Linked DNA regions of Sus scrofa: all the other regions are linked to region 1. A link is a contact called in public HiChIP or PLAC-seq and promoter capture Hi-C data. All regions are on one chromosome and are shown on one strand. The core of a region is the stretch at or near the end of the contact, and the rest is flanking DNA. Distances in the headings are between cores, read along the strand shown. Region 1 holds the start of CEP170 (centrosomal protein of 170 kDa). Region 2 holds the start of ADSS (adenylosuccinate synthase). Region 3 holds the start of HNRNPU (a long non-coding RNA gene). Region 4 holds the start of DESI2 (desumoylating isopeptidase 2). Region 5 holds the start of LOC100739755 (cytochrome c oxidase protein 20 homolog).

What was found. Promoter capture Hi-C pulls out the DNA fragments that hold promoters and counts their contacts. HiChIP or PLAC-seq counts read pairs in DNA pulled down with a chosen protein or histone mark.
Region 2: a contact with region 1 is called in a promoter capture Hi-C map of liver, with 4 times the contacts expected there. The contact joins the promoter of ADSS here to the promoter of CEP170 in region 1. A contact is called at or near these places in 2 of 5 promoter capture datasets (fetal liver and liver), 3 of 47 Hi-C or Micro-C datasets (heart right ventricle, liver and skeletal muscle) and 1 of 2 datasets of contacts at active chromatin or transcription factors (skeletal muscle).
Region 3: a contact with region 1 is called in an H3K27ac HiChIP or PLAC-seq map of alveolar macrophages. The contact joins the promoter of HNRNPU here to the promoter of CEP170 in region 1. A contact is called at or near these places in 1 of 5 promoter capture datasets (liver) and 1 of 2 datasets of contacts at active chromatin or transcription factors (alveolar macrophages).
Region 4: a promoter capture Hi-C map of liver shows a contact between it and region 1, with 4 times the contacts expected there. The contact joins the promoter of DESI2 here to the promoter of CEP170 in region 1. A contact is called at or near these places in 2 of 5 promoter capture datasets (fetal liver and liver) and 2 of 47 Hi-C or Micro-C datasets (liver and skeletal muscle).
Region 5: an H3K27ac HiChIP or PLAC-seq map of alveolar macrophages shows a contact between it and region 1. The contact joins the promoter of LOC100739755 here to the promoter of CEP170 in region 1. A contact is called at or near these places in 2 of 2 datasets of contacts at active chromatin or transcription factors (alveolar macrophages and skeletal muscle).

Annotation. Positions count from the first base shown.
Region 1 is chr10:16,190,003-16,192,702 of Sscrofa11.1, reverse strand. It overlaps CEP170 (centrosomal protein of 170 kDa), which reads left to right and starts at 1,426. Exons shown (of 20, transcript XM_021064150.1): 1 at 1,426-1,836. SDCCAG8 (serologically defined colon cancer antigen 8) reads right to left here and starts at 1,525. Exons shown (of 16, transcript XM_021064181.1): 1 at 656-1,525. The coding sequence starts at 722.
Region 2 is chr10:17,257,800-17,260,525 of Sscrofa11.1, reverse strand. It overlaps ADSS (adenylosuccinate synthase), which reads left to right and starts at 1,385. Exons shown (of 13, transcript NM_001097508.1): 1 at 1,385-1,640. The coding sequence starts at 1,458. It overlaps LOC110255648 (a long non-coding RNA gene), which reads right to left. Exons shown (of 2, transcript XR_002336233.1): 1 at 2,090-2,726; 2 at 1-1,750.
Region 3 is chr10:17,495,705-17,498,404 of Sscrofa11.1, reverse strand. It overlaps HNRNPU (a long non-coding RNA gene), which reads left to right and starts at 1,405. Exons shown (of 16, transcript XR_002336237.1): 1 at 1,405-2,296.
Region 4 is chr10:17,364,291-17,367,032 of Sscrofa11.1, reverse strand. DESI2 (desumoylating isopeptidase 2) reads right to left here and starts at 1,367. Exons shown (of 5, transcript NM_001097419.1): 1 at 1,088-1,367. The coding sequence starts at 1,129.
Region 5 is chr10:17,470,545-17,473,353 of Sscrofa11.1, reverse strand. It overlaps LOC100739755 (cytochrome c oxidase protein 20 homolog), which reads right to left and starts at 1,517. Exons shown (of 4, transcript XM_005653791.3): 1 at 1,350-1,517. The coding sequence starts at 1,391.

The DNA.
Region 1 (2,700 bases), core at 177-2,676:
GAAAGAAAGGGAGAAAGAAAAAACATAGGCTTTTAAGCTTTTAAGGCAGACAAGCCTGACTGAATTAATACCAGGCTCTGCCACTAACCAGCTGGGTCGGCTTTGGCCTAATTTAACCTCCTTGCACCAGGTCCCCAGGTGTAGAAGAGGGTCACTCATAAGACTGTTGTTAAGTTTTAAGTGATTTAATGTGTGTAAATAGCCTGGGCCGCTAAATAGAAGCTGTTGTGACTAAAATAATTATTAGTGTGTTTTTTCCTTGTCCAATAAATCACATCCAACCCAGCATACTATAATTCGAATGTGTAAAAAGAGCGCATCAGAAATGTACTGGATTAAAAAGAGAGATGTAGGGGAAGTGGGCGACACTCATAGAAGCGTCCTAGAGATTTTGCGGGCGTCGGGTGAAAAAGATGCCCAAGACAAGATCAGGGAGTTGGTTCAGGTAACTATGGGAACTATGGGAATCAAGGGAAGCGATGCTGCTTAACCGTAATAACTATTTAGCCTTCCCTCAAAGATCACAGCAACATCCAGCTTCTTCCTCTGCACTCTGGCTTGGGCCGAACCAAGCCGTTAGGAAATGCACCTGGTCAGCTCCCGTCCACGAGACCCTGGTATTAAGGGGTTAGGGCAAAGGTTCGGAGCAACTCACCCCGGAGACTCCGTTGATACTGCCCCAGAATCTCCTCCAGGGTAGAGTTCTCCGAAGATTTCGCCATGCACACACTCGGAGCTCAGAGACGGGAGTTGCGTGGGGTAGTGTCCAGGGTTCTCCTCTCCGAGAATAAGAGGCCCCAGCGCCCCACAGGCGCCCACCCGCTTCCTGCCGCGGCTGTCAACCCGGAGCGCGGAATCCCAGACGCAGCCAGCCGGGCCTCTTCCCACCCACGGGCCCTTGTGGTGGACCTCGGAAATTGTAGTCCTCGTGTTCCGGGATTACTGTCTCAAGTTCCCAGGCGCCCTCCCAAACAAACTACAATTCCCAGAGGGCAACGCGCTCCAAGCTCACGCTTCAGCAGTTTGGCTGCCAGATCTGGTCGCCAAGAGACCGTTTGGAGGCTCCGCCCATTTCTGTAGCGCTGCCTGTCTTGGTCCTGCCTCCATCCCATCGTGTGTTTGGACCATCTGACAGAAAGCACTCACTGAACGCCTTGATTCTTTTAAGTTCGCTAGAATGCAGTTGACCCTTGAGGCGTCTCAAGAACGCAAATAAATTCTACACTCTTCAGCCACAACTTTTGCCAACACCGCCAAATAAATTCTCAGGAAAAAGAAGCTCTGAATCTCCCAAACAGCCTAAATTGTGAAAGCGGCTGACGCTACAAATTTTAGCACACCCAGCTGGCCACCCGACCTCAGTTTGGAGGAGTTGACGCACTGCCCGCTGGGAAATGTAGTCCTTACGGGTTGCGGTCCCAGCTAAAGCCCAGTCCTCCTCATTGTTGAAGCAGGTCTTTGGTGTACGCCTGCGCAGTCGGCAGCTGGCGAGGCCTGTGGGTGAGACCCCCCACACAACCCCTTTTCATTGTCTGTGCTTGGCGCCTGCGCAGTAGAAGTTCGCCGGGACTGGGCCGGAGCAGGGGTAGGGCCGGGCTCTTCGCCCTCTCCCCTGGCGCCTGCGCACTGGGCGGCCGCTCCTTGCCGTTACCGCTATGTGCGGAGCGTGTGTGGAATAACGTTATTGCCCAGCGGCGCGGAGGGGCCAGGAGCTCGATCGCGGCGGCGGCGGCGACGACGAAGACGACGACGACGGGGTGGGGGAGGAAGCTGGCGAGAGACTCACGGGACGCGGCGCGCCCCGCCCCCCGGTCCGGTGCCTCTCAGCAGTGAGGGGTAAGTGATGCACTCTGATGCCGTCGCCGCCGTCTTCCCACATCCTGCTCCTCCGGTTTGCAGCCGGGGCTCGGGCGCGGCCCGCGGCGGGCGGGGTGCGGGCTGGGCGGCGAGGGGCGCTTCCCGTAGGCTCCGCGCGCTGCCCCCGCCCCGGACCCGGGACCCGGCGGGGCCGCCCCTCCCCTCCCCCCCCGCGTCCCCCAGTCCTGCGGCCCGGCTTCCCCGCTTGTGTCCACGTATTGAGTCGTCTGGGCTCTCCCGGCTTTGTGCAGCCGCTCCGCCCAAGCAGTGTGCAGGGGTGCGGGCGGAGCAGTGGAGGGAATGGCTGCGCTGCCGCTGGTGAAGGGATATTTCCCGGTCCGAGCAGCTCGGTGTCGATCCTTATTGTGTGGTTGTTTTGGGGGTGTGGGGTGATTTGGGGGGTCCGGCGAGGAGCCTTTTGGACGCGGTGGGAGGGCGTAGAAGACGTGGTGTCACGCACCCCGCCAGGCGACTGCACCCGCGCAGGCTGTAGCTTGGTAGTAAACCGGGGGAGGAGAAAGTGGCTTCCTGTCGACTTCATTGTCCTGAGATTCAAATGTGGTCTTTGGTATGTGTCCCTTCATTTTATGCAAGGGAAGGAAAAATTAGCAGCTGCCTAACACAGGGCGGGAAGATGTGGGATTTGTATCCCGAGTCATAGAATCTTTGTTTTTTAGTGTGTAGCAGAGTTTTTATTTATTTGGAGAATGTAAAGCTTCTGGAAGACAAGGACAGTGCCTGTCCAAGCCTTGCCAAGGTGATCAATATAAAATTACTAGATGACGATGAAGAATGGACTAGGAAGGGCCTTGACGACGAAGCTGTTGTGTAGCAGGAAAATGA
Region 2 (2,726 bases), core at 136-2,635, 1.1 Mb before region 1:
ATGGAGTTGCCAGGCCACAGTTTCGACCTACAACCACAGCTGCACTAAGGCAGATCCTTTAACCCACTGTGTGGGGCCAGGGATCTAACCTGAACTGCACTGCAAGACACCACCAATCCCATTGGGCCACAGTGGGAACCCCATGAAATGATATTTAATTATTCATTTAACTAAAGTGACAAAAAGATTTCAAAGGTTACAGTATTGGTGCTGGGGCAGGGAGGAATCTGCGTTCCTTTTTTTTTTTTTTAAAGAGGGCCATGAAAATTCCTATGTGAAAAATGTCCTCCCTTACCACAGAAGAAGTTATATTCTTATCTTCCTTCTGGATATGCAGTCTGCTAGGAGGGGTATCTGCACGAGAGTTTCCCCTTTGGGCTTCCCGATGCCATTTAAAGTGGGATCTATTTGTTTTCACAGTATACTTGGGAATCTAGCGGCACCTGATGTATATGGAGGAGCACGATATACAGAAAGGGCTTGGGCTCTGGACTCAGACCATTTAGGTACCAATTCAACCCCCCTTAGAGGAAGTTAGCTAACTTTTAAACCCTGTAAAATAAGGATAAGATATTACTTATCTCATTTGGTTGTGGGAATTAAAAATGCATTACAGTATCAGGCACATATTACGCGACATTGGTAATTGACTCCCCCTCTCTGAGACTTTGCTACTAAAGTGTAAAATGAGAAGGTTTCGGGCTCTACTAGATCTCTACGTTTCCAGGACTAATGTCCTCTGCATGACTGCCTTACTTTGGAGTTTGCCCTTTTTGATCCTGGTCCCCATCTCTGTTCTCACTTGCAGAGCTTTACTTTCCAATACTGTCTGTAATTTGTCCCAACTTCACCTCATTTGTACTTTTAAATTCCACCCTTTGCATCTTGTATACATTATCTCATTCCTTAATAGAAACAAATTAAAAGATGATTTAAAAAAATGAACATATTCAGAGACCGAAACCTGCAGATGGCAGACACCAAATCACCGGAATACGTCGCTTGAGCCAGAGCGCTGCTTGGGAGTTGTAGTCCGACGCCCCGGCACGCACTTCCGCGCCTCTCCAGTTTGAAAAGCGGCCTTTCCCCGGCGAGTGGGCGGGGCGTCGAGGCTGAGGCACGCTTGAAGCCACGCCCCCTCCCCTTTCTGCTCGCCGGGTTCGCACTGGAGGGGCGCGCCCGGTCGCGGAAGGGGCGTATCCTTTTCCTGGGGCGGTGCTGCCGCGGCCGGCGTGCGCGGGGAGGTCCTGGTGCCCCCCTCCCCGAGAGGGCCGCGGGGACGCGGGGCGGGGCGGGCCTGGCGGGAGGGTGGCGACCCGGCAGGCGGGGCAGGGGCAGGGGCGGGCTGGCTCTGGCTCCTTCTTCCTCTGCATGTGGCTGGCGGCGGCAGAGCAGTTCAGTTCGCGCACTCCCGACCGCCCGCGTCCCCTTCGGGCTCTCCTCGCGTCTCTGGAGCCATGGCGTTCGCCGAGACCAACCCGGCGGCATCCTCCTTGCCCAACGGCGACTGCGGCCGCCCCAGGGCGCGGCCTGGAGGCAACCGGGTGACGGTGGTGCTCGGCGCGCAATGGGGCGACGAAGGCAAGGGGAAGGTGGTGGATCTGCTGGCGCAAGACGCCGACATCGTGTGCCGCTGCCAGGTGAGTCGGCCGGGCTCAGACGGGAAGCCAGCCCGGGAGCTGGGGCCCAGAACTCCAATCTACGGTCCAAACTAAGGTGTCACCTTGCGGGTCTCTCCTCATGTTATGACCTACAGCGAAGTGGAGAAATGGCGGGAGGTCAGAGACCCCTGACGAGGGGTCTTGGGTTGAGGGTTCGGGGAGGCTCTGGAAGAGAATGCAGGTTGATGCGGTGCCTTTGAGATGCGCGATGCCTGGAGAGTTGCAGTTTTCGGTCTGGGGACCAGTGCTCAAACCCGGGACTGGGTCAGGGTGGAGGCGGGATACGGTTTTGAGTTTGAGGATGTACCGCTCGAGGCCTGCCCCCGACTCGGAGCCGGAGACCCTGCGCGGCCGCAGAACCTTCCCCATCCTCACCCACCCGCCCAGGGGGACCAAGTGGGCCGAACTGCCCCGAAATCCAGACTCACCGCTCCTGCACCTGCAGGCCCCGAGCTTGAAGAGCTTTGCCGCCTCCGGTCCACTTTGTTGACGCGAGAACCCACCTCCGGGGTTAGAACTGTTTAATGGCCCCGTTTTCTTTTTTCCTCTGTACCCGGTATACTAACGGGAAATTATTTTTACTTGTTGGTCCCAGAGGAGGGAATCCTAGCTCTTTTACAGGTGAGACAAGTAAATACACGGATGTCAAATCCAGTATTTAGAAATATTTACATTGTTACGGCTCACATCTAGAACGAACCCGGGAAATGGAATAGTAATGTACTTCCTACCGGGAGACACGTGGTTTCCAGTGTAAGCTTTCTTCCTATTTGTCGTTTGCTTTGAAGCAGCCTAGAGGCTAGGCCTTTGTAAAGGCTCTTAAATAACTATTACCAATTTCAAAAATCGAAATAGTTGAGCAATAACCACTTTCAAAACAAATTCTAATGTAATATCTGAAGTTACCTGCTCCCTGTTTAGGTTGCAAGAATCTTTCTTCCTCCTGAACATACATGACACAACATGATGACACTGTGTATGTTAACAAGTTTTTATGCCCACTTGAGTGTTAGTTTTCTACCCAAAATGGAACACCATTTGAGCCTGCAGAAAAGCTAATCGTAG
Region 3 (2,700 bases), core at 156-2,655, 1.3 Mb before region 1:
TCTGGCGTTGCCCTGAGCTGTGGTGTAGGCCAGCGGCTACAGCTCTGATTTGACCCCTAACCTGGGAACCTCCATATGCTGCGGGTGCGGCCCTAAAAAGACAAAAAAATAAAAATAAAATTTATCGATCAGTCAAATCATACGACCCAGGGAAGAGAGTTCACATGTGTATTTTTCCAAATTTCAAATTAAAATTGGGGCAGCATTATTCTGCCAGCTAAAGCACCAAGCAGTGTGTAAAGCTGACCTCCTTAGTCAGAGATAAACTAGACTAGAACATTGGCTAGCCCCTGTGCAGATTCTACCGGGTTTAATACTTGTCTCTATCACAAATCTAAATTCTGGCACTGCTACCTAAAACTTGAGGAATGTAACACACGTTTTATTTAGTAAAGAGAAAAATTAAACGTCGAAGGCACACTGAAATAACATTTCTTTTCGGGAGTGATTATTTTCTATTTACAAAATCACAACCCTTTGTTTTGCATAAGCTTTTATTAGGGTTTCAGCATAATTTGGTCCAAAGTATTTCTGGAGACACGGGAATAGAATCAAAGTGTGTGATCTTAGCTGGGTCTCATCCTCATTGTCAGCTACAAGGACTTTTCATAACTGGACGACCAGATCCTAAATTGGAATAAATCTTACAGAAGGTCCGTCTTTTCGGTTGGTAGGTAAAGAAAACACAGAAATGCAATTCTGAGGTTTATTTAACTTCTTTGGCTGACAGTGCCATGACAAGGCCGGCAGAGTACGCTTTGCAGTATGGAGTGGAGGACACGCTCCGGAAAGCAAGCATCTCATCTTTGAAGGCTTGCAGTAGGGGTCGTGGGAGAGACAAAAGAAAGGCCCTGCTTGAGTTTAAAATTCAATCCGCAAGGCAGGACTTAGAAAAATTAAACCAAATATTAAGCGGAAGAAAATCCCCTGCGTATTGTAATTGCCAATTTGTGTTGCACAAATCAAAGCTGAAATACAATTTTAAGGCGTTTTAAACAAATAGCTGGAGAAATAGATAAGACAAATCTAAAATGGAAGAATAGGTGGCGGAGTCAAGTGGAAAAGGCCAGTCTGAGGACTAAAAGCATTTGGACAGAAGGGCTGGAAGGCAAAGAGCAAAACAAGCCTCGACACCAAAGAGCTGGAAAGACCAATAGATGTTGCAGTGGGTCGGTTTAACTGAAGGCGGTTTCCTCCTCCTCCATTTGCTCGGCCCCAATTGGAAGCGCAGTGCGCGGCGCGGCGCCGCGCTCCGGGCCCGCGATTCGGGTGGGGGCGGGAGGAACTGGTGTGGGCGGGGCGGGGCGAGCGCGGGCGCTCCGCCGGCGCAGGGGCGGGGCGGCTATATTACGTGCGCGGCACCGCTCCTGCGAGAGGACGTTGCGTGCTCGCTCGCGCTAGGCGAGTCTCCGCGTCTCCCTCGCGAACTCGGTGAAAGGAATTGGCGCCGTTCGACACCAGGCGGGTCCGCTCTGCAGCACAAACCCACCTCCAGCCGCAGCCGCAGCCGCCGCCCGGGCCGAGCAGCAGCCGCAGCCGCCGCCAGTGGCCGAGTGAGCGGAGTCCAGTTTGAGCCAGCGCCTAGCGGTGAATCGGGGCCTCACCATGAGTTCCTCGCCTGTTAATGTGAAAAAGCTGAAGGTGTCGGAGCTGAAGGAGGAGCTCAAGAAGCGGCGCCTGTCCGACAAGGGCCTCAAGGCCGAGCTCATGGAGCGTCTCCAGGCCGCGCTGGACGACGAGGAGGCCGGGGGCCGCCCCGCCATGGAGCCTGGGAACGGCAGCCTAGACCTGGGCGGGGATTCCGCCGAGCGCTCGGGAGCAGGCCTCGAGCAGGAGGCCGCGGCCGGTGGCGACGAGGAGGAGGAGGAAGAAGAGGAGGAGGAGGAAGGGATCGCCGCCCTGGATGGCGACCAGATGGAGCTCGGGGAGGAGAACGGCGCCGCGGGGGCGGCCGACTCGGGCCCGATGGAAGAGGAGGAGGCCGCCTCGGAGGACGAGAACGGCGACGACCAGGGCTTCCAGGAAGGGGAGGATGAGCTCGGCGAGGAGGAGGAAGGCGCGGGCGACGAGAACGGGCACGGGGAGCAGCAGCCTCAACCGCCGGCGGCGCCGCAGCAACAGCCCCAGCAGCAGCGCGGGGCCGCCAAGGAGGCCGCAGGGAAGAGCAGCGGCCCCACGTCGCTGTTCGCGGTGACGGTGGCGCCGCCCGGGGCGAGGCAGGGCCAGCAGCAGGCGGGAGGTAAGAAGAAGGCGGAAGGCGGCGGAGGCGGCGGTCGCCCCGGGGCTCCGGCGGCGGGTGAGTGCTGCGTGGTTGGTTGCGCGCGGCGGGAGGCCCGCGCGGGGTGGGGACCGTGCCCAGGCCTGCCGGAGCCCCGCTGGGGGAGGGGAGGGATGCCCCGCCGCGGGAGGGCGCCCCCGGGGGGGCGGGGGCCGCGGCGAGCGGGCGGGCGGGGAGGCCGCGGGGAATCCCGGATTAGGCGTGAGGCCTCGGCTCGCAGTGTGACGGCGGCGGCAGCGCCTCCATTATGTGGCTAGAGCGGGAGGGGGGAGCCCGGGGGGGGGGCTGCAGCTGCCGCTGTTGGGGGAGGAGCCGCGGCGGCGCCGCTGCGCTGCGTGCGCGCGGTGCGGGCACATGTCTCCGGGGGGAGGGGAGGCCCGGGGCCCCGGCGGCGCGCCGTGGCGGCTCCGGGCCGCGGTATT
Region 4 (2,742 bases), core at 118-2,617, 1.2 Mb before region 1:
CACGAATTCCCAGATTGCGGCATGGGAATTCTCTTCTACCCAAGATACGACACTGGAAATTTAAAAACTTAAAGACAATGCAAGAGAACCAAAACTTTAGGTCTATGAAGGAGAACAAGACTCCCGACCTTTAGTATTTCTGTTCTTTTGCATCCAGCAAAAACAATGATGGGAACGTTCGGTCAATCCGAAAAGAAATTTTAAACAACGCAAAGAGAGGTAACCGCTTACAAAGCAAAAACTAATCAACCCAAAGCCATACAAACCCAAGCATGCCTCTAACTGCAACAATAATTTTGTACTGGGTGTTTCAATGGCAAACCGATCCTTGGACTCGATTCTGTGGGCTTAGAATACACCAAAGGCAGATGACATAACAAACAAGTTCTTCCCGTCCCTCTCCTGTGGTCACGTCAGATACCTGTTGCATCACCCGGAAAGTGGTCTCCAGAATCCAGGAAAGGAGCACCATCAGGATCCCTAAATAAGGCAGCCGGACTATCTGCTGGATCAATTTTAGCCTCCATTCATTTTAATGAGGTTGCCTTGGAGGCAGGGGTGTGTTGGCTCCTGTTCACCTCTGAAGTCAGTCTCCAGCACAAGCGGTGACTTTCTGGACTTAAGAGGGGCTTGGGAGTTTCCAAGGACTTGGGCATGAACAGAGATGTGCGGCTCGGCAGGAGGAGAGGGGAGGGGAGAGCGGGCAAATCGAGTGGGAGAAGCAGGGCAGCCCCGGAGCCCCGGTGGTGGCGTGGGAAGTCCGACCGGCGACCTAAGCTTCGTGGAAAGGACTCGGCTCGTCGGCCAGGGAGTGGGGCCCAGCTCAAGGTCCGAGCCACGTCGGGGCACGCGAGAGGTTCAAGGCGAACCAAATCTCGGCCAAAGCCCAAGGGCAGCCTGGGCTACGCGAAAAAGCGCGCCGACGTCGGCGGGGATTAAGAAAATATTACTCCCCTCCCCCCACCCCGGAGAACTAAGCGGGAGGCGGCGACGCCAGGCAGGAAACGCGTGGGGCCGGGTCCGAGCCGACCGGCGAGAGGATGCCGGCCTGGGCCGGGCTCGGCCCGCGGGGGCCGTACTCACTCACCATGTCGTACACGTTGAGCACCACTAATTGGTTAGCCCCCATCCTCCTCCCGGCGGCCGCCGCCTCGCCCTCCAGCCGCTCCGTCTCCGCGGGGCCGAGGCCGCTCCCACCCCCGCGGGCGCCTCAGGGGGCCGGAGCCGGGCACTAACCGCACAGCCCGGCCCGTGGCAGCCGGCGCGGGAACATCGGGAACCGGGTCGCTCCCGGGTGCCGCGGACAGAAGCCTCTGCGCCGACGGGGCCGGACCGTTGGCGGCCCGCTAGGGCTCAGGCGCCTCCCCCGGTGGAAGACACGTGGGGGAAGGCGGGGCCCGAGCGAGAGGCGGGCGCCAGGCGCCCGGGGGCGGGGCCGGCCGGCGCAGGGGCTGGGCCCGCCTGCGCTCTAGCCTCCAGTGCCGCGCTCGGATCTAAGATGGCGCAGCCCCCGCACCTCTGCGCCCGGGGTCCTAGAGAGACTACAGTTCCCAGCATGCAGTGAGGAAGCACAGAGGCGGAGCCTCAACAACCCTGGACGGTCTTCGCGGCGTGTTGCTAGCCATCGACTACAGCTCCCAGCATGCGGCGGGGGCCCGGTGCTGTGGACCAGGCCTCCCCAGGAGACTACAGCTCCCAGCATGCAGTGCTTGCGCTCTGTGCCTTAGCCCTTGCAGTCCGCCCTTGCGGGGCAGTGAGAACTACCTGCAACGCCTTCCGCTGCAGGTGCAGTTACTTTCTGTCGCGTTGAGCTCGATGAAAGCATCGGAGCGTGGCAAAAGACCATAGTGATGACCCTGTTTTCCAAATCCATCCTCACTTTTTTTTTGTAAGCAGAAGGATGGGGAAATAGAGGAAGGCAGGTTACTGGTGGGGGAAAGAGTGTAACATGCATCCAGTTAATCCTTAATATGGAATTTTACATTTAATGAAACCATCCTGCTGAAATGGGAAAAGAATACAGTACTCATAGACTAGCACAACCCTAGGACGTGGTAGGTGCTATTGCATTCATTCAAAAAATACTTGTGTGTCTGCCCTTTGCCAGGCGGTGTCCTAGGGCTTGGGGGAATATGGAAATAAACAGGAGGAAGGGCAAAATATCTGTGGCATGTGCTTTGTAGAGAGTTAAAATGGGATGGAGTGATGCAGTGGGAAGGTCTCATTGACGAGGTGAGGTTTAAGGCCATCTAAACGACAAAAAGCCAGCTCTGCAAGTATCAGGGAACAAACAGCTCATTAAAAGGGAGAAGCAGGAGTTCCCTTCGTGGCTCAGCGGTTAAAGATCCCCCAAGTAGGATCCATGAAGATGCAGGTTCAATCCCGGGCCTTGCTCAGTGGGGTTAAGGATCTGGTGTGGCTGTGGTGTAGGCCAGCAACTGTAGTTCCCTAGCCTTGGAACCTCCATGTGGGGTCATTTAGATGCAGAGCAAATTAAAAAAAAATGTTTTTAGGTTTAATTAGGTCCCCTTCGTTTTTATTTCCATTATGCTAGGAGACAGATTCAAAAAGATATTGCTATTCCGTGTCGCAGTTAACAATGACTAAACATGAGTCGGTTCGATTGTTGCTCAGTGGTAATGATCCGCGTTGCGTGAGCTGTGTATAGTTCAGAGCGCTCGATCCATGTTGCTGTTCTGCATAGGCCGGTGCTACAGCTCGATTACCCTAGCTAACTCCATA
Region 5 (2,809 bases), core at 268-2,767, 1.3 Mb before region 1:
CTTTGATTAGTCTTTGGACTCTCAAGAACTCTACTTCTGTTGTTGTCCCTTGTTTACTTACATTTATACTTAATGCTCTCTGGTCTAGAAACATGCAAAACAAACCACCCTTCTCTTTACAGCCCCCTGCCACCCATCCAAGCTACCGTCCCATTTTTCTGCTCCTTGTCACTGCAGAACTAAACTTCTCCATTTAACAAATCTACTATCCCTTTTAACTCTTCAAGGAGACATTTATCCGTGCACTCTGGAAACAGCACCACCAAGGTCTCCTAGAGGCAACCGTTCTGCAAAATCCATCATATCCCACATCTCCGCACATGTGGCCACAGAGTAGGTCTTCGATAAATATTTGTGAATAACTGATCCAATGTTACTATCTCTATAGCTTACTATTTTAAGGTGGGTTTTTTTGAGGGGGGCATTATCTTTTCATGAACACTTGTTAGCTGCACTGAGGATATCAAAACTGGGTCCCCCGCTCTTAAAAACAAGACAAAGATTGACTTCCAGTCTAACGATACGGCTGTGTACAAGGTGTCCTGGCAGGTGGAGGCAGAAGCACCTGTCTCCTTTAGGGAGTCAGGAAGCCCTGCAGGGGAGACCAGAGACGGCCCTGTTTAGATTTATTCAATCCACCACCGGCAAAGCATCGGAAGAGCCGAAGGCTGAACCGCCAGCGTTAGGTAACAACCTTCACATTTCCAGGCCAAGAAATTCGGATTTTAACCTGAGAGCAATGGACTGATACGACTGGGTTTTAGACAGAGAAGTGAAATTATCCATTTTACAGGGGAGCCCACAGGGGCCAGGCAGGGCAGGAAGGCCAGCGACGGGAACGATCGGGTCCATAGAATCCTGCATACTCCACGTGGTCGAGCGAAAGGGTAAAGGAGAAAACACCTCAAGCGTTTCATCTGACCCTCCAGTTCTCGATATAAACGCACTCGATTACCTTTCCCAACTCCCCTAAGTTAAGCGCTTTCAGTGAAGCATAGAGCCTGCTGCACAAGGCAGCCGTCCTCGGGGAATTTTGCAATCTCTTGACTAACAAATTACAATGCAAGACAAAATATTCCCAAAGGGATGAGTCTGTGAGCTGCAGTAAATTACCGGTACCTGTCCCCTCATCCTCCTCGTGTATGTCATTAAAGCCACGGCAATTAAGGTAAAAAAGGGACGGAAGGCGGGCGGGGGGGGGGGTCTGTCCGCGGGCAGAGAAGCGAACGACACGCGCTCCCGTCTGGGTCTCGCAGCTCCAGAGGCCGCGTCCTTACGCGCCGCGCCCGCCCGTCCGGGCCTCACTCACCCCCGCCCCCAGCCCGCGCGCCCCGCTGTCCCCCGGTTACCTTCCCCTTCCCGGGCTCGCCGGGTTCCGGCGTGGCGGCCATGCGAGCAGTCGGCGCCTCCGCCCCGCCCCGCCGCCGCCGAGGGCCGCCTCGAACGGACGCCCCGCCCGCGTCCTCGCCCCGCCCGCGCCCGCGCAGTCCGCCATTTTAGGGAACGTCTCCCAGTGTCGGCGGCTGCAGCGTTGTCCGCGTCGGTTTCCTCGGCAGAGGCCGCCATTTCCTTTGTTCACTTGAAGGAGTCACGCCTTCCCCACAGCGGCTCTCCCCATCTCTAGGGCCTGCACCAGGCGGAGGAAGAGGGCCCGTGAAGCAACTACGGGCCCGGACGCTTAGCACCACGAGGCGGCACATCTTCCCGCCCCCGCCCCTCTGGCCCCAACCGCCATTTCTAACCGTCGCCCGCGCGCGCTCGCGTGTTTGGGCGCCGGGCGCGCGCGGCGGGCGGGCGGGCGGGGCCGCGCGGATGGGGCGTGCGCGCCGCCGCCGCTTTGTCCTGCGAACGGGACCCCCTTCCCCCGCCCCACGTTCCCAGCTCACGGCCCGGAAGTCGGCCCGTGCTGGCATGCGGCCCGCGTCCCCTCTGTGTCCTTTGTCCTCCGGCCCGGGTCGAGCCCTGGGCGCCCCAGGCAGCTCCACCAGCACCAGCCGTCATTTATCCCCGAGTGCCGGCCTCCGGCAAAGCGTGGTCCCGCACCCACTCCGCCGCCTCCCTGCATTGGTTCCATCTGGGAGTGGCTTTAAAATAGCGCCGCTCGGTGCGCCTGAAGGAGACTGGGGACAAAATGGAGGGAGCAGCTCGTCAATGCGGATGCGTCAGGACGTCTGTGCCCGCCGTGCAGGCAGGGAGGCGGGCGGGGCCAAGTGGGAAAAGGCTGCGACGCGCGTCCTTGTACGCTGGGTGGTGGTCCACGGATGCTCGCTCCCCAGGACTGCGGCTTAACGTGAAATCTGCGTGTGGGCCTCTTGGGTGGCAGATGGGCTCTGACCATTTTCTCAGCACTTTAAACAGTGCAATTCCTTTTCCTGTTTTTTTTTTTTTTTCTGTCCACCCTAAAAGAAAATGTCCCTATCCAAATCTTTATGCCTCCTCTCTTTGTGGACCTTTGTATTTCAGCGTATTCTCCTGGGAAAATACCCAAGCTTTAGAGTGTGTCATGGTGCAGAGTCATGCTGCGGCTGGATAAGGCGGTTATTTGCTGTCAGCTGTCGAGCGTTTTCTTATTCCTTATACGTTCATCATCATTTACTACAATCTTCCAACAATCGCATTTTATGACTTGTGTGTGACAGTTATTTTTAAAAATAAGTAACTTTTGGTTAGATTAAACTGCTCTAACATACCGCTCTACTATTAATTAGGACATAGAATAAATGTCATTCCCCTACTCTTTCCACCCCGTCCCCCCATCCTGCCAGTTTGGGGCTCTCATCTGAAAATCTGTGCGGTAACTATGCTTTGA